Regions from separate parts of the Mus musculus genome. Here region 2 is linked to region 1. A link is a contact called in public Hi-C data. All regions are on one chromosome and are shown on one strand. Each heading gives the region's core, a stretch centred on a gene start, on an enhancer-like site or on the middle of the called end of the contact. The rest is flanking DNA. Distances are from core to core; before and after follow the strand shown. Region 1 overlaps Celf2 (CUGBP, Elav-like family member 2). Region 2 overlaps Celf2 (CUGBP, Elav-like family member 2).

Region 1 (3,560 bases), core at 539-3,038:
TCCAATGGGCCTCTCTTTCCAGTGATGGCCGACTAGGCCATCTTTTGATATATATGCAGCTAGAGTCAAGAGCTCCGGGGTACTGGTTAGTTCATAATGTTGTTCCACCTATAGGGTTGCAGATCCCTTTAGCTCCTTGGCTACTTTCTCTAGCTCCTCCATTGGGAGCCCTATGATCCATCCATTAGCTGACTGTGAGCATCCACTTCTGTGTTTGCTAGGCCCCGGCATAGTCTCACAAGAGACAGCTATCTGATTAATTTTTAAAAGCAATGTTAGGATTGATCTTAAATAAAGCAAAACAACAAACAAGGCAAAACAAACAAACAAACACAAGGCAAAACCAAGTGTGTTGTTCAATGGTCTAGAATGTAACTATACATTTAATGTTTTGAGGTTAAAAAACGACAAAGCACTATTTTTAGAAAGTCCAGAGATGCTCAAGGAGGCTCTTAGGACCACTGAAGAGTCAAAAGGGCAGCTCTTCCTTCAGCCACATCTTCCTATCAAGGAGACTCGCCCTTGCCAATGAAGACATATCAGATGTACCCTTACTAGCTTGTGCCATGGGGATAAGTGCTCTGTGTGTTCATTCATTCTACTGTGTTTTTTTTTTCAATTTTTTTATTAGATATTTTCTTCATTCACATTTCAAATGCTATCCTGAAAGTCCCTTATACCCCCCCCCAGCCCTGCTCCCCTACCCACCCACTTCCACTTCTTGGCCCTGGCGTTCCCCTGTACTGGGGCATATAAAGTTTGCAAGACCAAGGGGCCTCTCTTCCCAATGATGGCTGACTAGGACATCTTCTGCTACAAATGCAGCTAGAGACACGAGCTCTGGGCGTGTACTGGTTAGTTCATACTGTTGTTCCACCTATAGGGTTGCAGACCCCTTCAGCTCCTTGGGTACTTTCTCTAGCTCCTCCACTTGGGGGCCCTGTGATCCATCCAATAGATGACTGTGAGCATTCACTTCTGTATTTGCCAGGCACTGGCATAGCCTCACAAGAGACAGCTATATCTAGGTCCTTTCAGGAAAATCTTGCTGGCATGTGCAATAGTGTCTGCGTTTGATAGCTGAATATGGGATGGATCTACTGTATTCTTAACATGAGGTTTGCTTATGAAAAATGTGAAATATAGTTTTAAAAGTGATACTATTAATTTCACAAGCTAATACTTAAAACTTGGCCCCATATCTTCTAAACATATTCCTGTGCTCTTGGTTATGCTTTAATTCCTGTGGCTTCTCTGTGCCTAGATGGGGAGCTGGGGGCTGCAGTGACATGAGCACAAAGACAGGCATAGCAGGTATGATATGTGCAAATAAAGCAAAGTTCATCTAGCTAACCAGAAAAGCCACAGGAAATTAGAGGGTGTCTTTGTATACCCTCTCTTTCTTATTACTTCTAACCTCCAAAGTAAGGAAAAGAAAACTAGAGAAAACAGAGGCAGTGTTACATTCTGTGGTCTTTATGTCCTTTTCTGTACCATCACACAGTTTTAAAAGCTGACTCTTCGAGCCTAGTCTTCCAGCTCCTCCATTTTACAGATAGCTTTCAATCACCTACTTAAAACTCCAGGTATGGTAGCACATACCTATAATTTCAGATCAGGGAGGCCAGACAAGGCTACATAGCAAAATTCTGTTCCCAATCAAAAACAAACAAACAAACGAAGAAAAGACTCAGGGAAACTTCCTGAGAATTGCTGGCAGAGGAGTGTCCTTCCAAGGCACTGCCTATCATACACAGCCCAGGAAGACCGCCTCCAAACCACTTGATTGGTTTTACATTATTTTCAAAGATCCAAGAGGTGTTTGAGCCTCCTTTTGTATCACCTATGTCCTTTTATAACCCCAAATTTAACTTGTTTTACATGTCTCTAAGTCACCCAAAACACCCCTTTCCTTTTAAAAAGTGTTTCTAAAACAGCAGGAACCCTAAAAAAACAAACAACAACAACAATAACAACAACAAAGCCCCATCCTGTATGAATCAATTTTTAATGAAGCCTTAGCCAATTAGCTTAGGTTTATAGAGTTTGATATAATTGGCAATTGTTTTTTTGTTTTTTGTTTTGTTTGTTTTCAAGACAGGGTTTCTCTGTATAGCCCTGGCTGTCCTGGAACTTACTTTGTAGACCAGGCTGGCCTCAAACTCAGAAATCTACCTGCCTCTGCCTCCCAAGTGCTGGCATTAAAGGTGTGCGTCACCACTGCCTGGCCCATAATTGGCATCTTGATATACAAAGTACTACCTAGAAAGATAGTCTACTTGTTTTTAGAACTTTTATCATGTGGGCACCACTATCTGAATTACCAAATGCCATATTTGTTCCTCTGGTCGCCTGGGGTCAGGCCCCAGTGCTTTCCAACAACTTTCAATTACTCCAGACAGAACCACACCACATAGTAAATTAGATGGAGTGTCTCAGCTAATCTGGGAAAGGAACAAGTGCTGACCACACCCAGCTAAGTGGCATCCTATCACTCCTTCAGACTCCTCCTGAGAAGGCACTTCTACTCACCGTCAGGAGAGCCAGGCGAAGCCAGCTTCTCCCTTAGCTTCCCTGGGAGGGGTCATCCTCTCTAAGTCTCATAGCACTCTGAAGAAAGCCTTGCTGTTTTGAATCTTGTGCCAGGAAAAAGCTCAGATTTTTGTTGTTGTTTGTTTTTTTCTGTGTTTGTTGTTACTAAAAAAACAAACACATTAAATGTGTATTTTCTAGACTTCTGGCAAAGAGTCCTGAGGCCTGAGGTGTGTGTTATCCCTTCCTAAGCTATCACTTTCTAAATTCCAAGTATGACTCTCAACTGAAGAAATGACAAGAACCTATGCTGTCCTCTTCTGGGTTCTCTGGAATAATCCTTTAAAGTATCTGATATTTGTAGAAGTATCTGAAAAAATGTTGAAGTCATCTTTGCCCCCCTCGTGGAGCAAGTGCTACAATTAGCTGTTTCTTTAAACACTTTTGCCCCAGTTCCCAGTAATAGAAATGTAAGCTCACTGCTGAGCTTATGAGTGCTTGTTCAGACCTCACAGGGGACAGTGCCAATGAAGAAAGCAGGTTCTTCTGTAACAGAAAATGCTGTTTGTCCTTTGGAATAAAAGATAATAAGCAAACAGAAAATCTGATTACATTTTCTATTCGGGGAGGGGAGGGGAGGGGAGGGGAGGGGAGGGGAGGGGAGGGGAGAGGAGAGGAGAGGAGAGGAGAGGAGAGGAGAGGAGAGGAGAGGAGAGGAGAGGAGAGGAGAGGAGAGGAGAGGAGAGAAATTTAAGGTAAAAGCTAACAAGTCAGTAAGGAAAGTCACACTGAATGGCTTCCCTAAGGTGACAGCGGTTACTATCCCAAGGTACTGTCCAGTCACTTTCCCATGTCATCCTGGTGAGGTAGACCAGATGCCAGTAGGAACAGCAGTAATTGGTCTTCTGTAAAGAGGAAGTGAGCCGAGGTATCTTAACACCGATCAAGGAAGACAATACAGCATTGAATGCTATGTATGGTAGTTTTGTCTTAAATTCAACTAAAGAGGATCTAGCTTCTAAAGTAGT
Region 2 (3,748 bases), core at 647-3,146, 110 kb after region 1:
CTTCTCTCCGGTGTCAGTCTTTCATCACACCACTTTCTGAAGTGCACACAGACTCTGGAGTCACTGCACCTTCCATCTTGCTCACTCACCGGAGCCAAGCCATGATGCCCTACTGGCTTCTCTTTCCAATCAACCCTAAATGTTCAATTAAACAGTGTGAAGGATTGAGAGCTGCATGAGAGACAGTCAAGCTCCACAGCTGGAACTAGAAAGCCTCAGAGGTATTAAGGAAATATCTAGTTTTGACTGGTGTTTCAAAATTTCTCCATCTCAATCCTACTAGAGATTTTGTTTTACTGACGGAAGCTTTCCAATTCAGAGACGATAACTAGACAGTGACAAACACAGACGAGTGTTTCCTTTCCTACCTGCCCTGAGGTGTACAGCTTTGAATACTAAACATTTTTCCATGCATTAAAAGTGCTTCATGTTATAGAATACAATGGGAGCTCTTCCCAAATGAGAAAATCCTGTCCATTGTTACAGCCATAAACTTCACTGTTCACATACTGGTGAGAGGTGGAGACTACAAGAGTGGCTAAGCATCATTTTTTACTTTCATTACTTATTTTCATTTACTTATCCATCATCAGAATGAATACTAACTTCACAATACTGATTTTTTTTTATTTTTCAGAAAAGTCTACTTACATTTATTATGAACTCAACCTAGTTAATGTCCCATGTGTTGACTACCTTTAAAGGGAAAAATATTGTTTTCTTTAATTAATATCATTCTTAGCAGACAATCCACATACATTATAAAAATAAACATGTTTTTAAAGAGTAGGAAAACTGAGTTTCTAATAATAGGGATAACGAGGTTACATTTAGTAAGAAAAGAATTCTGACATGAAAATGGTAGCAGCTTACTCTATTCCTATTTTATATAGTTGAGAGGAGAAATAAGTTACTGACAAAGACAAGTCAAATAAGTAAGGAGAACAACCTACAAATGTACTAGGTAGGGAAAAGGTTTTACTTGATCACAAACAACAATACAAACTTGTAGTAGAATCAGTTTCACTGATATTAACTGGATTACAACCAAGGCAGAAGTGGAACAAGATCTAGAATTCCAAGCCTATGTGCTATGAGGATGCTCAACTTTCTCTTCTCTTCTCTTCTTTTTTCTTTTCTTTTCTTTCTTTCTTTCTTCCTTCCTTTCTTTCTTTCTTTTTTGAAACACGTTGATTTTCTTTTGTTTTTTTTTGTTTTGTTTTGTTTTGTTTTGTTTTGTTTAGAAAAACAGTAAAGCACCAATGAAGAAGGGGAAAATTTGACTTCAAGATTATCTTTAATGGCAAAATCTGGAGGGAAGATAGGCCAGAATATATTGAAAATGGGTTTTTCTTCTTCCAATATGTTATTAAAATATGACTGTTTTGTGAATTATTGCCAACTATATTTTATAAGCTATATGGTACTTAGATTACCACGCTATACAGTGTGATGGATGGGGACTATTAATCATTTTTACTGAAGAGCAGAATAATTTTGCAACACACTGGTATTAAAAGGTGAAGGTATTCTACCAGTACACTCACTTCCTCAGGAAGTCACAAGTTCATGTAACCCCTATGTTTCCAAACAACTCTCCTATTGTGTAGATTCTGAAAGATGAGAGGAACTCATGAAGTTAAAAGACAGTCTGACACCCCAGGACGAAACTTCCATTTCTCTGGCCAACATCTCAGCTGAAATCATCTGTATTTCTTGTAGGACAACCCTAAATGCCTTTCTGCCTGTTATCTGCATTTTAAACTGGGTTTTGCCTTTGGAATCTACTCAAATTGAAGAGATAAGAGAGTTATGAGGAAGTTGTCTCCTCTCCCTCAGATCATAGCCCAGGTGGTGTTATCACCCCGTGCTCAGGGCCAAGCTGCCATCAAAACCCCTAGTGGTAATGGAAATTACAGCAAGGATGAGACAGCCTCATTAGCAGCAGAGAAAGAACAGATATGTATGTTATACAGAAAGAAGTGTGCTTTTTTACTTACTGTTATAGTCAAAGTTTTTCTGTCTTAAGGCTGGTGAGACAGCTTAGCAGGTAAAGGTGCTTGAAACTAAGCCTGAGCTCTGATCCCAGGAGCCACAGAGTGCCTGATGGAATCTTACACATTGTCTTATGACTTCCTTATTTCTGTCACTGGATGCACTTGCTCTTGTGCATACACACACACACACACACACACACACACACACACAATGAATATATGTAAAAGAGAAAAAAATGTAGCAACCGTCTTAAATGAAGAGAAAGTACCCTGTAGTAATTCTTTCTTTTCAGAAAGGATGACATCAGTGGTTGCTGTCTTCCTTTTAGAGTCTTCCTTATGAACTCCTCTGGGATGCCTTTTTCTATGCCAGAGATTTTTTTTATTCTTCCCCAGTACACTTGGATTTGAATTGTTATCAAACTTGCCCTGACCCAAGAACAAACAGACCTGAGCAGGAACAAGAATTAGCATGAGCTTTTGAATTAGCCTGGCTTCTAGACCAGAGTCTACTGCTCTCGGATTAATTAGAGAAAGGCAAATAGGGTCATGACCCTGCCTAGACAGAACGAAGATGGCTGAAGAAGAGCTCGTCTCTGTTGATGGTAAGAACTTTACTTATCAGCTTCTTTATTTCCGCTATAACAGTCCTTGACTTGGTCTATTTGATCCAAAGTAGGTTATATAAAAATATATCTCATTTGTCAAACTGACAAGAGTCTAAGCATCACTAGTCCTTCTTTCAATAACCCTGAATTAGCTCTTCTGGTTAGCATGTGGGATGCCGGGGTTCAGTAGCAGGCCTCATGACCTTCAGTGAGTAACATGGTTCATCAAACTTCAGTAACTGAAGCACAATGATGAGAACCTACAATTCAGTGTTATGTGACATCGTGTGTTGTTAATACATTCATGTGGTTATATGGTATTATACCCTGGAAGGACAGAGCTTGGACAAGAAACCAACCTATAACCTATAACCTATAACCAACTGAAAAGTCTTTCATTAGAGGTAATGATGGTCGTAATACTGGTGTAGAGCAGACACACCTACCATCTGGGGATGCTCCTAGTAGAAAAAGCAAAGTCATAGGAAACTAGAGACTCAGGCACCAGCAGGATCCTAAAGCCAGGAATGGAAGAGCAAGATAGATACTCCCTGTGTACTTGGTCACAAAAATCAAGCTAATTTTTTTGTGACAGCTATTTGTGTCTCAAAGTAAAGACAGCGGCCAGAAAGGACTGGAGGATGCCTGCTTCTGAAATGCAACGATACATTTCCCCAATCTGGTCCCAGGGTCCAGAGTCGAGAAAACCTTTGAGAAAATAGAAGTTAAGTGGTTCTAGGTAAAGGAACTACCCAGAAAAGTCACTGAACTGGGAAGTCAGGTTTTCTACCCTATTTTCATCTTCTATTTTTAACTCTGAAAAACTTCCCCAACTTGAAGGTGTACTTTTAAAATGTCTGCCCTTTCTCTAGGTATATCAAGATTGGACAATACCATTGAAACACCTTTTGAATATGTTAAGTCAAACGGAAGATGTATAAATGTTTTCGAGGGTTTTTTAAAAATTAATCATTCAAGGAAATATCACTTCCAGCTGTGGTTTCTTAATGTTTACTATAGACATACCATAAAACGAGTAATGGGCAAGACAGCTCAACTTGAAATACTTACGGTAACTATTATAACTACTAAATTGCATTAGATAAAACAATACGAATGCTGCCAGGAGCAGTCAGGATCAGG

Evidence for each region. A called contact is a pair of places that touch in the nucleus more often than the background predicts.
Region 2: a contact with region 1 is called in a Hi-C map of CD8 T cells, with 2.5 times the contacts expected there. The contact joins two enhancer-like sites. A contact is called at or near these places in 5 of 484 Hi-C or Micro-C datasets (CD4 T cells, CD8 T cells, embryonic stem cells and 1 more) and 1 of 115 datasets of contacts at active chromatin or transcription factors (CD8 T cells).

The regions. Positions count from the first base shown.
Region 1 is chr2:6,671,158-6,674,717 of GRCm38.p6, forward strand. The region is part of intron 2 of Celf2 (CUGBP, Elav-like family member 2); the gene reads right to left. Among named protein-coding and RNA genes, the nearest start is that of Gm52546, 190 kb to the left of the region's middle. Within about 2 kb of position 1,789, at least 12 of the 459 cell types and tissues checked have an H3K27ac peak or open chromatin away from gene starts, as enhancers often do. A contact at or near this core is called in CD8 T cells, where this site is marked.
Region 2 is chr2:6,785,110-6,788,857 of GRCm38.p6, forward strand. All of the region lies in intron 1 of Celf2 (CUGBP, Elav-like family member 2), which reads right to left. Among named protein-coding and RNA genes, the nearest start is that of Celf2, 98 kb to the right of the region's middle. Within about 2 kb of position 1,897, at least 24 of the 459 cell types and tissues checked have an H3K27ac peak or open chromatin away from gene starts, as enhancers often do. A contact at or near this core is called in CD8 T cells, where this site is marked.